5 separate regions of the Mus musculus genome follow, and regions 1, 3, 4 and 5 are each linked to region 2. The links are chromatin contacts, called in public Hi-C, HiChIP or PLAC-seq and promoter capture Hi-C maps. All regions are on one chromosome and are shown on one strand. Each heading gives the region's core, a stretch centred on a gene start, on an enhancer-like site or on the middle of the called end of the contact. The rest is flanking DNA. Distances are from core to core; before and after follow the strand shown. Region 1 holds the start of Kif1c (kinesin family member 1C). Region 2 holds the start of Mink1 (misshapen-like kinase 1 (zebrafish)). Region 3 overlaps Gm12320 (predicted gene 12320). Region 4 overlaps Kif1c (kinesin family member 1C). Region 5 has its middle 23 kb from the start of Scimp.

Evidence for each region. A called contact is a pair of places that touch in the nucleus more often than the background predicts. HiChIP or PLAC-seq counts read pairs in DNA pulled down with a chosen protein or histone mark. Capture Hi-C pulls out chosen DNA fragments and counts their contacts.
Region 1: a promoter capture Hi-C map of pancreatic islet shows a contact between it and region 2. The contact joins the promoter of Kif1c here to the promoter of Mink1 in region 2. A contact is called at or near these places in 2 of 39 promoter capture datasets (fetal liver and liver), 6 of 484 Hi-C or Micro-C datasets (embryonic stem cells, muscle stem cells and nephron progenitors), 4 of 115 datasets of contacts at active chromatin or transcription factors (bone marrow-derived macrophages, embryonic limb bud, embryonic stem cells and 1 more) and 3 of 9 other capture datasets (adipose tissue, liver and pancreatic islet).
Region 3: a contact with region 2 is called in an HNF4G HiChIP or PLAC-seq map of pancreatic cancer cells. The contact joins the enhancer-like site here to the promoter of Mink1 in region 2. A contact is called at or near these places in 15 of 39 promoter capture datasets (the 3T3-L1 cell line, 3T3-L1-derived adipocytes, the C10 cell line and 10 more), 1 of 484 Hi-C or Micro-C datasets (bone marrow-derived macrophages), 5 of 115 datasets of contacts at active chromatin or transcription factors (astrocytes, fibro-adipogenic progenitors, kidney and 2 more) and 3 of 9 other capture datasets (adipose tissue, liver and pancreatic islet).
Region 4: a Hi-C map of bone marrow-derived macrophages shows a contact between it and region 2, with 29 read pairs. The contact joins the enhancer-like site here to the promoter of Mink1 in region 2. A contact is called at or near these places in 2 of 39 promoter capture datasets (fetal liver and liver), 1 of 484 Hi-C or Micro-C datasets (bone marrow-derived macrophages), 3 of 115 datasets of contacts at active chromatin or transcription factors (embryonic limb bud, large pre-B cells and pancreatic cancer cells) and 3 of 9 other capture datasets (adipose tissue, liver and pancreatic islet).
Region 5: a contact with region 2 is called in a Hi-C map of B cells, with 18 read pairs. The contact joins the enhancer-like site here to the promoter of Mink1 in region 2. A contact is called at or near these places in 1 of 39 promoter capture datasets (liver), 3 of 484 Hi-C or Micro-C datasets (B cells, bone marrow-derived macrophages and embryonic stem cells), 1 of 115 datasets of contacts at active chromatin or transcription factors (embryonic stem cells) and 3 of 9 other capture datasets (adipose tissue, liver and pancreatic islet).

Annotation. Positions count from the first base shown.
Region 1 is chr11:70,699,260-70,701,959 of GRCm38.p6, reverse strand. It overlaps Kif1c (kinesin family member 1C), which reads right to left and starts at 1,412. Exons shown (of 23, transcript NM_153103.2): 1 at 1,251-1,412. It overlaps Inca1 (inhibitor of CDK, cyclin A1 interacting protein 1), which reads left to right and starts at 1,805. Exons shown (of 7, transcript NM_001252484.1): 1 at 1,805-1,902.
Region 2 is chr11:70,561,547-70,564,246 of GRCm38.p6, reverse strand. Mink1 (misshapen-like kinase 1 (zebrafish)) reads right to left here and starts at 1,366. Exons shown (of 33, transcript NM_001045964.1): 1 at 1,121-1,366. The coding sequence starts at 1,177.
Region 3 is chr11:70,746,875-70,749,660 of GRCm38.p6, reverse strand. It overlaps Gm12320 (predicted gene 12320), which reads left to right. Exons shown (of 3, transcript NR_167739.1): 3 at 318-957. Among named protein-coding and RNA genes, the nearest start is that of Gm12320, 6.9 kb to the left of the region's middle. Within about 2 kb of position 1,535, at least 52 of the 459 cell types and tissues checked have an H3K27ac peak or open chromatin away from gene starts, as enhancers often do. A contact at or near this core is called in 3T3-L1-derived adipocytes, adipose tissue, liver and 1 more, where this site is marked.
Region 4 is chr11:70,718,858-70,721,725 of GRCm38.p6, reverse strand. Kif1c (kinesin family member 1C) reads right to left here. Exons shown (of 23, transcript NM_153103.2): 18 at 2,633-2,727. Among named protein-coding and RNA genes, the nearest start is that of Mir6925, 14 kb to the right of the region's middle. Within about 2 kb of position 1,250, at least 84 of the 459 cell types and tissues checked have an H3K27ac peak or open chromatin away from gene starts, as enhancers often do. A contact at or near this core is called in bone marrow-derived macrophages and pancreatic cancer cells, where this site is marked.
Region 5 is chr11:70,788,218-70,790,920 of GRCm38.p6, reverse strand. No RefSeq gene overlaps it. Among named protein-coding and RNA genes, the nearest start is that of Scimp, 23 kb to the left of the region's middle. Within about 2 kb of position 1,435, at least 82 of the 459 cell types and tissues checked have an H3K27ac peak or open chromatin away from gene starts, as enhancers often do. A contact at or near this core is called in B cells and bone marrow-derived macrophages, where this site is marked.

The DNA.
Region 1 (2,700 bases), core at 163-2,662, 140 kb before region 2:
AACCCAGAAGACAGACAGGTAAGAGGAGACAAAAAAACCCAGTCATAAAACTGGAATCTGTAATTCTTCTCCAGGGTCGGCAATTCTCACATAGAGCTGACAACCCCCACACGAGGCAGGGCCACTACTGATTGGCAAAGTCCAAGGGCTAGTGGAACAGCCTGTAACAAGGACTCACAGGGCCTGCTGGTGATCCCCAAACCCCTTGCCCAGCCCCCAGTACTTCCTCCTCAGGATCCAGGACAATGGGCAGGGGAGGGTGGGGTCATCCTGTATGCATAATATCAACACCCCCCCCAGGACTCCTCGCAGGGAGACCCAGAATACCTGTATCTTCAGGGGGGGGGCTACACCCAAGGAGGGGGGCTTCATGAAAGGAAAGCCAAGGGAAAAGGAAACAGGTTGGTCCTAACCCAACCTGGGGCTAGTGCTATGGCGTCCACTAGCCTGGGGAAAGTGCCAGGCTGCAGCCTAGGAATGTGGGTGATCCGGGTGCCCACACCCTAGGAGGAGAGTCTAAGCAGCCCACGCCCACGGATAGCAGGGTGAAGACTTCAAAAAGAAAAAGAAAAAAAGAAAGAGATCAACGATGCTGCACTCCCACCTGTAGCCCCCAAAGACCGCCAATTTCTGTCATGCTATTTGGGCCTCACCTCCCCAGCCTTCCTAGGCAGAGCAGGGGAGGAGTGAAGGGGCTGGTTTATCCCACCACAGGAAGGGAGTAGCCGAAATCACAGAGACTGGCTCAGGAAGACTAGTCCTGACCCCCAAAACCCTAACTAGGGGAGGGAAGGGCACCAGGGTGGACAGGCAATATGACTCGTCCGAAGCTAAGAAAACAAGGAATTGGGTGGCAAGAATAGGGTACAGCGGGGTAAAGATATAGGGAGTAGGTGCAGGGTCTGCAGGTCCTGCTTTAAAGGCGCACTGGGGAGGAGGCTAGGTGGGGCAGACCGACTCCAAAGGGGGTCTCGGGTCACCTGCACCTTGCCCACTGGCAGGTCTCCAACAAGCCCCCGCCTGTCCTCTCTGGGCGGCCATGAGTTCCTGGTCCTCCAGTCCAGCCAACCGACGGCTGCCCGGGGCCTGGCACCTCTCTGCGCCTCCGCGGGATAAATAGCACATGATCCGAGCTCTCGCGCCTAGCCCGCTTGGCCGGGTCGTGCAATCGGGACCTCGGAACTCCGGCTCCCCGCCCCACAGCGCATTCCTCCGCGGGCGTCCCCTCCCTGCCCCCCACCGGCTCTCACCTCGTCGCGGCAGGACTCCCCGGCGGAGAGCAAAGGGACAAACTTTCTGGGATGCCTAAGACCGGCGAGGGAGAGACCGGGGGCCAGTTCGGGGCTGCCCCCGCCCCTCGCCGGGTCCCCGGGCGGCGGGCGGCGGATCGCGCCCCGGGGGCGGCAGCAGAAGCGGCGCCAGCGGCCGGCGCCCGCCCGGGCAGCGCGAGCTGGGGCGGGAGCGAGGGGCGGGGGACGGACGGACGGGCGCGCGCGCGGACGGGCGAGCGGGCACGCGCTGTCCCGGGAAGGAGCCACCCGGGTCACTCTAGTTAAAGGGGCAGTGCACTCTGACAGTAGGGCTCGCCGGGCAGAGACAGGGAAACTGAGTTGCGGACACTAAGGGAAAGCAAATCACCAGAACGTGGGAAAACTAGCGCTCCTGAGGAGTCGGGAAAGGCGAGGTCGGACGCAGGAGGGGACTTAGGCCGGAGCCGCGCACGTCGTCGCCGTCAGAGGCGCGCCTAGGGGGCGGGGCTTAATGGCAGACCACGCCCAGGAGGCGGTCCCCCTCAGGCCCGGCCTTCAGGCGAGCCAGGCAAGTGGGGCGACCGGGCTCACTACGGAGCTGCTCCTTCCTGCCCGACCTGAGGTTCCAGAACTCGCTTCGCAGTTGCCTCAGGTGATGGGGCCAAATGCAGAGACGTCGCCGACATAGCCGCACGGACGCTCTCTTCTCAGATAGCCTTCTGGTTTGACTCCCGGACCGCCGCCTCAGCCCGTCAGCCCCAGTCAGCCCCAGTCAGCCCCTCAGGCTCAGGTGGCCTCTTAGGCCGCTGTTGCCTTCTCAGGGCCGGTGAAGGAGACCCCTGCCTGTCCAGCCTGGTTTGCCCATGTCCCTAAGCTCACCACCCCAGTTTTGCCTTCCTGCCTATTACCAAAGATTTGGCTATAGACCCCAGTCTTCCTGCCAGAGGTCGCCTTGGCCCCTTTAGACCTAGTTCTCCACCCCCCCACCCCCCACCCCCCCCCCCAGTAAGGCTACCCCAACACCAGGCTCCTCAGCCAGGGCGACACCTTTCAGATGCCCATCCACCCTCTTAGTTGTATCTTGCTGCCAAGGTCTTGACTATCCCCTGGTCAACTATCCATTCCGTCTGGCTGCCTTAAACCCCTTAGATCTAGGTCACCCACTCAGGCACAGCCATCCAAATTCCTCATTGCTCCTTTAGTTCTAGACCCCCTACGAATTCAGGATATCCATTTTTTAGATCTCACACTAAACAGCCCAACTCTCGACCATCTGCCACTTCAAGATACTCCTTTTGCTTTTAATCTTCCTCAACATTTCTCAGCTCAGTTTAGCTGCCCTTGATTTTGTTTTGTGATGGACTGGGTCTCTCTTTGTAACCCCTACCCCCAGGCTAGCCTTAAACACTCAACCCTGTGTTAGCTGCCTGAATGCTGGGGTCACAGGATT
Region 2 (2,700 bases), core at 117-2,616:
CAGTCATATCCGGGGCACTTGTGAGGTGGCTGCCTTTTCCCTGGGTAATTTACAAGCCAGAAGCCAATGTGTACAGAGACCTTCTGAGAAGGTAAGCATGAGGTGGGGAATCCTGCTCTAGCTACACCTACGCCGCCGGTTGGGAAAGCTCACCGGGCATGGAATCAAAACACCACCTGGGAGACAGTCTGGAATGGTTCACCTTGAAATTTCTATGTTGCCCTTAAGACAAAGCTGCCCGCTAGAGAACACTTACAAATGCTGAACTGAAAATTCCGGGAGGAGAGAGAGTAAGTGCCCCACGTGGAACAATAAATGGGTTATTTGAAAGCATTCCTGACACAGTTGTTTCCTCTTAACCGCTTCCCTAATGAACCCCTCCCTCCAACTCTCCTTTGCCTCCACTCCCACTAGTTCCCTCCCTACTGACCTCAGGCAGCGTGTTGTGTGTGCGTGTGTGTTTGTGTGTGTGTGTGTGTGTGCTTGTACATGTATGTAAACATCGTCTTCCGGCCCGAGTTTCCGAGGAAATCCAGGCTTCCCTTCCTCCCACTGTGCACTTGTCTGTCCTCCCAGCCCCACGCGGCTGCAGAGTTAGTAATGTAATATTCAGGGACCCCGAGACCGGAAATGCCTGGGTCTGAAAAGCTGCACTTGAAACACGAGAAAAGGGATAGGGAAAGTGAACGTGGGATGGAGACGTAGGAGGTGTGTGGGGTGGAGCGAGGAGGTGAAATCCGCCCAACTTGCAATTTAGGGGTAGGCGAGGAAGAAAACGAGGGATGAGGGGGAGGCTGAGGCAGTTGCAAAGTCAAAATTCCAGGAGCCAGAAGAGGAGGTGGAGGAAGCAGACATGAGGGCCGAGAGAGGGGGGACACAAGAAAGGCTCTGCAGGTGATGCAGGGCTGTGTTTAGGGACACCAGAGGTGACCCTCAAACGCCTATAAAGGAGGGGACTCGGATCCCAGCAGCAAGGTAGGGGTGGCACGCAAGTGTGGGGGAGGGCAGCACAGGGTGGGGACCAAACTGGCTCCCAGAATCTCCAGAGGGCGAACCCCCGGGCGGCGAGAGCTCGGGGTAAGGGCAGGGGTCGCGGGCGCGAGGCTGGGGTGGTGCTCACCCGCAGGGCAGACAGGTCGATGTCGTCCAGGCTGCGGGCGGGGGCTGGGTCGCCCATGGCCGCCGCGGGGCCACTCACGCTCCGGCTCGCTCACTCCGCTGCCGCCGTCGCCGCTTCTCCCCCATCGGGGGACTCGAGGGGCGGGCTCCACCGCGCCTGCCCCGAAGGCCGGGGAGGGGGAGGGCCAGCGGGAGGACCGACCCAGCGGCTGACAGGCGCTCTCACCCGCGCGCCTGCAACCCGAGTCGCCGGCTGCCCTGCGCACGCGCAGAGCCGACCGTGACGCGAACGCGCCGGGCGCCCCCTCCTGCGGGGCGCCGACACCTGCGCGCAGGCGCAGGAGAGCGGGCGGAGGGCGAGCGCGGACCCAGTCTCGCTAGAGCCTGGAGTGGAAGGAGCGCGACCACCCGCTGGTGCGCGTGCGCATACACCTTCCCTTCCTTTTCCCCCTTTTATTATTGTTGCCTCCTCTCCTCTAGTTCCTTCGTTGATCTTTATTTGACTCCTTTTCTTCCCTTTCCCTCTTTCGTGTGCCCAGCTGCCAATCAAACCACCTACCTCTCGATTTGCGGGGGAAGGGAGGCGGGACCCAACCCCCTCTATTACTAGGGGGGTTGTTATGGTAACTCCCCACGCGAGGGCTGCTGGCCTCTAGATAGGACGTGCTGTCCACCCACCCAATTGCCATGGTAACAGTGGAGCCGCTGAAGGAGGGGCCACTCCGTGAGAACTTGGCTGGAGAAACCACGTGGGAGGGAAGGACGGGGCTACTGTCTGCCCTTTACTCCCTTTCTAGGCTGGAGTGGGGATGTTGGGAGCAGATAGGCACTCCTACTGCACACGTCTGTATCTGCTTCTCTTAGCACAGTGTTCTGCAGGAAAGAACTATCCCTGGAGTTGCTAGTGGTAAAGCAGAAGAAACTGTATCCAATCCCTTCAAATGTTTTTCCAGCTCCTCAGATCTACTCCTGTTGGCACAGCACCTCCAGCCGGTTAGTCTCACTAGAGGATGGGTGAGGCTTTGTAACTATAGACAGACATGTTCTGCCACTGACTAATGTGTTGTCTGACCCTGAGCAAGCAAATTTGCCTCTGGGCTTTTCTTTCTCTATGAAGTTGAGGGGAGAAGGTTCTGAGTTTTCAAGAGCTCTTCCAACACTAACACTCCCTCTGAAAATGAATATAAACATTGCTTAGGTGAGCTTGAATTCTCTGGAGGCTTCTTGGCACATTTGGGTGCACATTCAAACTTGCTCCGGGTACTCTCCTGACTCATTTACCTTGCCCCTGATATGCAAGCCACAATCCCCATTTGGCCTTCCCACATGGCCTCTCTGCCTGGCACCTTCGATTAAATTCTTCATTATCCAGAAGTGATTTTTTTTTCTAAAACTTAAATCTGGCATCATTGTCCTGTTTAAAACGGTTTTCTGAACCCCACCATTCAGGAAGCTGAGGCAGGAGGATTACATTTTCTATTAGCCTGGACTATAAAATGACAGGGGGAAAAAAAAAAAAAACAAAATGAGAAAAAAAAAAAAAAAAAAAAAAAACACCGTTTGATGACTCCCACTGCCTTG
Region 3 (2,786 bases), core at 286-2,785, 190 kb before region 2:
TTTTTTCTGAGAGAAGAAAGGTTTGTTTTGATTCATGTTTTGAGGTACTTCCACATGGTTGGGAAGACATGACAGCAGAAGTGGCCTCAGTTATGGTGGTAGGAAACATGAACCCATCATCTCACATTTCCAATGTACCATGGCATAGATATTTCAAAAGGGAAGAAAACAGGCATATCGGGGGAAGTTATGGTCACCAAGTTGAAACCTAGAGGATACAACTGGAACCCTTTGGCTCCTTGTCTGGCATAGCCATGCACTTCCTGATCAACCGTTGTCTTTTTTTTTTCTTCTTCTTTGTACCACCCTGTCCCTAGAAACTAGAACAATATTGCATCAGCTACTTGCTGTAACAAAACACTGTGACCAAGGGAACTCATAAAAAGAAGAGTTTCTTTGGCTTAGAGTCCCAGAGGATTGGAATGCCTGACGGAGGAGCAAGGACACAGGAGCAGGAACATGAATCACAGAGCTCACAGTTTGAGCTGCAGGAATGAAAAGAGACAACGAACTCAAAATGACATGTGACTTTTGGAACCTCAAAGTCTTTCCCCGGTGACATCATTCCTTCAGCAAGACCACACCTCCCAAACCTTCTCAAACAGCTCCTCCAACTGAAGACCAAGTGTTCAAACCGCTGAGCCTGTGGGGCACATTCTCAGTCAAAGCATCACAAGTATCATCTAGATACATCTAACGACAGATGCTCAGGGCTTCTGGTGGGCCATGGGGCTGGGAGGAGGGAGGTACTTGGGAAGACACAACCGGGTAGGAAATGGTATCTTTGCATAGAGAAACCACTCACTTGTTAAGTCAAGCTAGGTGCACCCATGTCGGATGGGCAGTGCAATCTGTAACCACAGGGCTTTCCTACCCAGCCTCTTTGTTCCCCGAAATAATGGCTCTGAGCCTTAATATTTCGTGAATAAATGCCAAAAGCTTTGGCTTGTTCCCCGACTAGCTCATAACTTAATTACTCATTTATCTTTTCCTATGTTCCATGTGGTTGGGGTTGGTTACTTCTCAGTTTCATTCAACTATCTCCTTCAGCGTTCGGGGCAAATCTCCCCAGCCTGACTTTCCCAGAATCCTCTCTCTCTCTCTTTCTCTCTCTCTCTCTTTCTCTTTCCTCCCTCCCTCCCTCCCTCTCTCCCTCTCTCTCTCTCTGCCGGATGTCCCACCTTCTAATCCTGACTCAGCTCACTGACCGTAGGCTTGTTATTGGCAGCTGATGCTTCCACACAGTACATAAAGATCCTTTCTACAGAAACCAATGCTAAGTTGACTCTACTGATGGTTTAGCAGGAATGGTGCCAGAGGACATTTGTCAAGTTCTTACTTAGCAGGCTGTAAGGAATTGCTTGGGCTGCTATAGCCAAGTAGAAGAGGCAAAAAGTCAAAATGGCACTAAGGCTGAGGCCAGGGTTGGTGATATAGCTGACAGGTGAAAAAAGGTGGACTAGGTGAGAAGACTTCAGCTGGGCATGTTGTCATAGCCCACATTTCCCTGACCCGTGGCCCACAAACAAAAGGCTCAGTTCTGACAGGCAAAATCCAATGCAGGTCAAAGATCTACAGAGCCAGGCACGGCCACCCCCAAGTATGTTTATGAGTCATCAAAGGATATTACACATGCATTAGTGAACAACTCTGGCTCACTGTTTTTTCCTCCTCCAGTCTCCTGTCTTAGGGTTCTAACCTGTCCTGGTTCCTGGTAACAAATGACTGCCAACTATTATTCTTACAGTAAATGCCCAAAACTTTTTAAAGCTATAGAGAAGCTCTCATTATAAAATTATAAAGTACTAGTGCTGCTATTAAAGTTGCCCCAGGAATGAAGCCTTGGGGTCAAGCCCCAGCACCCACCTACGCATGCAGTAAATGTCCGTTAAAAATAAGTGACTCGGGCTGGTGAGATGACTCAGTGGGTAAGAGCACCCGACTGCTCTTCCGAAGGTCCAGAGTTAAAATCCCAGCAACCACATGGTGGCTCACAACCATCTGTAACAAGATCTGACTCCCTCATCTGGTGTCTGAAGACAGCTACAGTGTACTTACATATAATAATAAATAAATCTTTAAAAAAAAAAAAGTGACTCTGAGCTCAGGCGGTAGAGGCGCTAGCTCGGATCCCCTGTGCTTAGTAAGAAGCTGGATGAGGTGGCACGCATCTGTAATCCCTTGTTCAGGTGTAATCCAGTACAAGAGGAGGGGCGGAGAATGACCTAGAACCTCATAGGTCGGCTAGCCTGCTTTATACAGCACAACAGTAGAAAGAACAAGAGAGAACCTGGGCTGGTGGCACTTCAATCAATCCCAACAAAAAGAAAAAGAGAGAGAGAGAGAGATCCTGGTTCACCAAGTAAAAAGGAGAGAACCAACTCCTGAAACTTGTTCTCTGACCACATGTGCACTGTGGCCTGCATGGATATTTAATATATATATATATATGTGTGTGTGTGTGTGTGTGTGTGTGTGTATGTGTGTGTGTGTGTGTGTGTGTGTGTGTATTTTACAGTTATGTGTATTTTGTCTGCATGTGTGTCTGTGTACCACTTGCTTGCCTGTCGCCCACAGAGGCCAGGAGATCGAATCTTCTGGAACTGTAGTTAAAGATGGTTGTCAGCCACCATGTGGGTCACAGGAATCAAACTCGGATTCTCTAGAAGAGCAACCTGTGCTCTCAACTGCTGAGCCAGCCCCTGAGCCAACCCACGGAAAACAAAAAGTTAAGAAAGAAAGAGAGAGGCTAGAGAGATAGCTCAGCAGTTCAGAGTACTGGCTGT
Region 4 (2,868 bases), core at 1-2,500, 160 kb before region 2:
AACTTTTGTTTGTTTTTCGGGTTTCTCTGTGTAGCCCTGGCTGTCTTGGAACTCACTCTGTAGTCCAAGCTGGCTTTGAATTCACAGAGATCAGCCTGCCTCAGCTTCCTGAGTCCTGGGACTAAAGGCGTATGCCACCACTGCCTGGGAATTCTAACAATTTTTTAAAAGCAGATAATCTAAAGATTATCTAAAGGATGAAACAGGGGTGGTGTTGCAGGAAGAAAGTGGGTCCAGGTGAGACGACTGCTCCAGACCAGAGCAGGTGCTTTACCACCTTTCTTGAGACAGGGAGGATGGCCTTGAACTCCTGGTTCCCTGCTCCCCACACCCCACACCCCAAGGGGTTGGGATCACAGCCACAGCACAGTTAGCTGTGTGCAGTACTGAAGGGCAAACTCCTGGCTTCACACAAGCTACAGGAGCGCTCTACCACATCGGCCACATTCCCAACCCTCATTTCCTCAGGAATCCAGCAGCCAGGGACACAGCCAAGGGCACAGCCCCTGAAACTGTCAGTCTCTGATACGGTCCAGCTCTGTTGTTTTCTAGGGCTGATTACCTAACCTGGACACCTCAGCTCTGTCTCCTGTGACTGAGTGAGACAACTCAAAGAGAAAAATAGATGGTCAGTCTATAACTACTGCATGTCCCCAGCGCCTACACCTTCTCTACCTACCCCTGGTAAGTCTTAAGTCTATCGTTAGAACAGCCCAGATGAACCAAACCTTTACAGCCCACCCCCTGGAGCACAGACACATTGACTGTTTTTATTGTAACATATGTCACAGTCGTGCACACCTCCTCTGACACATATGCACTCTGGAGCATGGGCTTGCCCCATGGGTGTCAGTCACATAGCCACATGCCTATGTGTCACCTCCTCTGACACACTATAGACTCCTAGGACATTGCCATACTGAAAAGGGCTTCACAGACTGTAATATCTGCCTTCGCAAGCTTACTGCCCGAGGTAACCACAGAACAGGAACTTGGCAATATCTCACTGTTCTGAACTGATTCAACTGCTTCCAGCCCCTCAAAGAGGAAGCACTTGTTCACCATGGGGACCAGACTGACTGCACCAATCTGTTAACCCTGAACCAAACTGAAACTGAATGTCTTAACCTGAGCTGTAAGCCACTTGAATCTTTTCCTTCTTTCTTTTTCTCTTTCTTTTCCCTGCTCCAGGCCCTGCTTGCTCCGGCCCATAGGTTTTTTTATTTGTTTCCTCATTACGGATGGTTGTGAGCCACCATGTGATTGCTGGGATTTGAACTCATGACCTCTGGAAGAGCAGTCAGTGCTCTTAACTGCTGAGCCATCTCACCAGCCCTTTTTTTAATTTCTTAATGGTCTCTACACACTGCCTAGGCTCCCACCCAACTCCTGGGCTCAAGTGAGCCTCCTGCCTCTGCCTCCAAGCACATTCTGGCTAATTCTTAGTGTCTGCTGCACTAGCATGTGGACCTGAGTTTTCTATTGCCAGTATGAGCTGGCCGTGGTAATGCACAGTGTCACCAGAGAGCTGAGAGGAGTGGAGAAGGTGGCTCTTTGGAGCTCCCTGGCCACCCAGTCTTGCTGAATCATTGGGCTTTTAGGTTCTCAGAAAGACTGTGTCACCAAAAAAGAATCCAGGGAAACGATTACAGAGGACAACTGATGTCAATCTCTGGCCTTGATATGAACACACCACACACACATACCCATACAGACACATATCACACACAAAAGTGCTGAAAGCCAGGTATAGAACCTGTATTCCTAGTCTTTGAGTCGCTGAGGCAATATAATGAAGAGTGTAAGGTCAGTCTGACCTACACAGAGAGAACCCAAAGCAAACAGAAAATGTGTTGGGGTGAAGGGCTCAGTGCTAGTGCACAGGGCTCAGTGTTAAGAGTGCTTGTCTGGCAGGCACATGACTGAAGCTCCAGGTTCAGTTCCCAACAGCACACTCTAAGCTGTTCAAGGCTTTGATATGTCAAACAAGCTGTCACCCTCAGAACCTGGATTTCTTTGTTTGTTTGGTTTTTCAAGACAGGGCTTTTCTGTGTAGCCCTGGCTGTCCTGGAACTTGCTGTGTAGACCAGGCTGGCCTGGAACTCAAGAGATTCTTCTGCCTCTGCTTCCCAAGTGCTGGGATTAAAGGCGCATGCCACCACGCCTGGCTAGAACCTGGGATTCTTAAAAACTTTACAGTTAGAGTAAGGCCTAAAGGGCCCAAGAGCTTTGGAACCACAGAGATACCAAGGTCATTTAGCTCTCAGAAACCTTGCCACCATAGCTGTATTGACCCAAGTTTCCCACAGAGACAAATTCAGATATCCCATTGATACAAAGATGGGTTTCAAACATAATTACCATAATGCTAAGGGGAAAAAAAGAATGAAGAAGGCAGTATTTCTATTTCCTCATTACCCAGACCCCACTCTCCAAGGTACAGCAACGTGCTACTTGTGCCTCAAGACCCCAGCTGTCCACAGCCACGCATACAGCCATCACCACACTGCTTACCCATGAGCTCGCGCTGCAGACGGAGAGGAAGCACCCCTCTTCTGCATGGCTCGCTCTCTGTGTGGTACCTAGGCCCCCTCTCCATCTTAGCCATTCTGCTCTCCCCCCTGACCATTACCTTCTCCATCAGGCTGAGGGATGCTGCGGAAGAGGCAATGCTGCTCCCGGATGAACTGGCCAGTCAACTTGATGTCCACATCTACTTGGCCAACCCTGGGGGAGCAATGGCCAACATTTTCTAAGCATGTTCAGTATTTACCAACTGCCTCCTAAGTACCAGGAGTACCAGCTCATCCAGCTCAGTGAGTCAGATGTTAATCTCATTTCACAAACAAGGACACTGGGGTCCGGGGG
Region 5 (2,703 bases), core at 186-2,685, 230 kb before region 2:
TTTGCTACTGTTACGAATTGTAATGTAAATATCTGATATTCAGGGTATCTGATATTTGACCCCTAAGGGGGTTGAGACCCCTAAGCTGAGAGACTGCTAGGGATCATAGTCTTGGTGTTTGATTGTGTGGAGCCTCCCAGCTCTCAATCCCTATGTAGGCCACACCTTAAGGATGCCTGTCTCCCTTCTCTCAGGCCCCACCCACCCCTGAACCTCCTAGAAGCCATGACTTGTCTTTATAGCTGAGGGCTCTTGTGATGCGCAGACACTTTGAGTCTGTAAGGTGAGAAAGTGACGCTGCCCCACCCACTCACACCTCAACCCCCAGGATATTTATAGAATGTGGACCAAACCCATCAAAGAGTCAAGTTCTGACACAAGTTTATTTCCTGTGTTTTCAGACACCATTTCTAATGATCAACAGAGGACTCAAGTGGCCTTCTGACTTCTGCCCCCAGCTAGCTTTTCTTTGGCAGTGGGTATGTTGGCTGTGCCAGGAAGAGTAGATTGCCCCAGGAAGTGTCCAGCCAGCACCCTCCAGCAGGGTACTCAAGACGAGAGTTCAGAGCTTAATGCCCCTTCTGTAGCTTTCACTATCACATCTTTAGTGGTCATTCCTTACTTTTCCATCCTATCTTTCCTGGGGTGCTGTTGTTTCCTCTTTCCCTCTCAGCATTGCTGAGTGATGTTGCCAATACCACAGGGCTCAGCATCCCCTTTACCCTAGCAACTTCCCAACCACAGGCTCCAGTTCAACCCCTCTTTTCCAGTTCCAGGTTGCAGAGCCCGCAGGACACCTCCATCTGATTATCCCACGGGATCCTCAAATTCAACATATTCCATGGATAACTGATGACACATCCCCACCCCTGACTTCTCGTGCTAGATTACTTCCTCCCTTGCTAAGGGCAGAAGTTAGGTCCTTTCTTGCATCCTTTATTGCCAGTGTCCCCACCTCCTGTTGACTGTGCCTCAGTCAGATCAGCTCTGTCTCCATCACTCTGAGGTCAGTCAGCCCATGGCCAGCACTTCCCAAAGAGAACTTTAAGAACCTCTAACCAGTGTCCTGCCTCTGGTATTTCAGACTCCAAAACACTGATTGGCAGCTGGTGATTTTTGAAAGTGAGCAACCGAATACTTCTTCCCATTGCTAAAAGCTCATCTTTACCTATTAGCCTCAGACAGAGGCCAAACTCTTAAATATGGCTTACAAGATTTGTCAGGATTTTATTACTGGCTAACTTTTCACACACTACCTCCTCCTGGCAACCTCCATGTTCCCCAGTGTTTTTCCTCTACTTGTAAGTACCTTTGCTGTGGTCTCTCTTGTCCCTGCTATACGCAATATTCCTCCCCTCCTTTGCATCTTAGGCACTGTGCTTTCCTCACCGGCCCGATGTGGTGGTGGCCTTTGTAGGTGCTTCCCCTTCATAACTCTTATATCCGGAACGATCTGCTCATGTGACTTTCATTTCCAGTTGAACAAAGGCAACACCAGTGCAGAGACAGGCCTTCTCTTCTTCCTTGTTTTCCCTGTTCCTAGCATGCTGAGGATGGTCAGTAAGTATGCTCAATGATCGAATGAATGAATGGATGAATGAATGAATGAATTCCAGGCCCTAAACTTTCTGTTCTCCCTATACTGGGAGGCCCATGTGTTGATATGTGTTGTCCAGCTAGTGGTTCTATTTTGGGAGGGCCTAGAAACATTAAAAGGTGAGGTCTAACAGGAGGAAGTCGGTAGCCAGGGTGTGTCAAGGGCTGTGTCCTGCCCTGGGGGTTCTCTTGTCTGTTTCTCTCTTTCCTTCTGCTTCCTAGCTACCCTGTGCTGAAGAAACTTCTCCTATGCACTCAGACGGCCTCCGTGTTCTGCCTCACAACGGGCCCAGAAACACAAGCCAGGTAGCCATGAACTGAACTCACTGGAACCACAAGCTGAGATAGACCCTTTCTCAAGCTGTTCTCTCAAATGAGTCCGGGTTGCAGCCATGTGAATATGAGGCTCCTTAAGGGAGAGCTTCTATTTTCCCAGTGTCCATAATAAGCCCCCGCACACAGAAGGCACTTAATAAATATATTTTTGAATGCCAAACACACAGGGAAATATAACAACCAGTTTATTTGCCAGCAAAAAAGTAGAATAAAAGTTTTTGGACATTTATAAATTTGTTGTGAGTTGAGCTAGGCTCATGTACTAAGACTGTGCTTTCTACTGCCAATCTGTGTGACAACATTAACCATATCAAGACGTCATAGGACCTTAGTGTATATTCTAGTCACACAGCAGAGCCCAAGCCAAGTGACCAGCTACATAGTCACTGATTTAAAAGAGTCCAGAAATAAGAAGGTAGGGCCCATCCTGAGCTCACTCCCTGGATAACTATGGTAACCACAATAGTGCTGACATATCATTTTGAAACAGATCATGGATGGCTGCCTCAACAGTTTTGAAAACTCATGCCTCAAATCACAGAACCATAGTTTTCTCCTTTTTAAAAATTATATCTATTTTGTATGTATGGATGTTTTGCCTGCATGCATACCATATGTGTGCAGTGTCTTCAGAAGACAGCGTTAGGTCCCCTGGGACTGGAGCTACAGACAGCTGTGGACCTCCATGTGGCTGGTGGGGATTGAACTCGGAACCTCTGGAAGTCAGTGCTCATAACTGCTGAGTCATCTCTCCAGTACCTCCATGGTGCG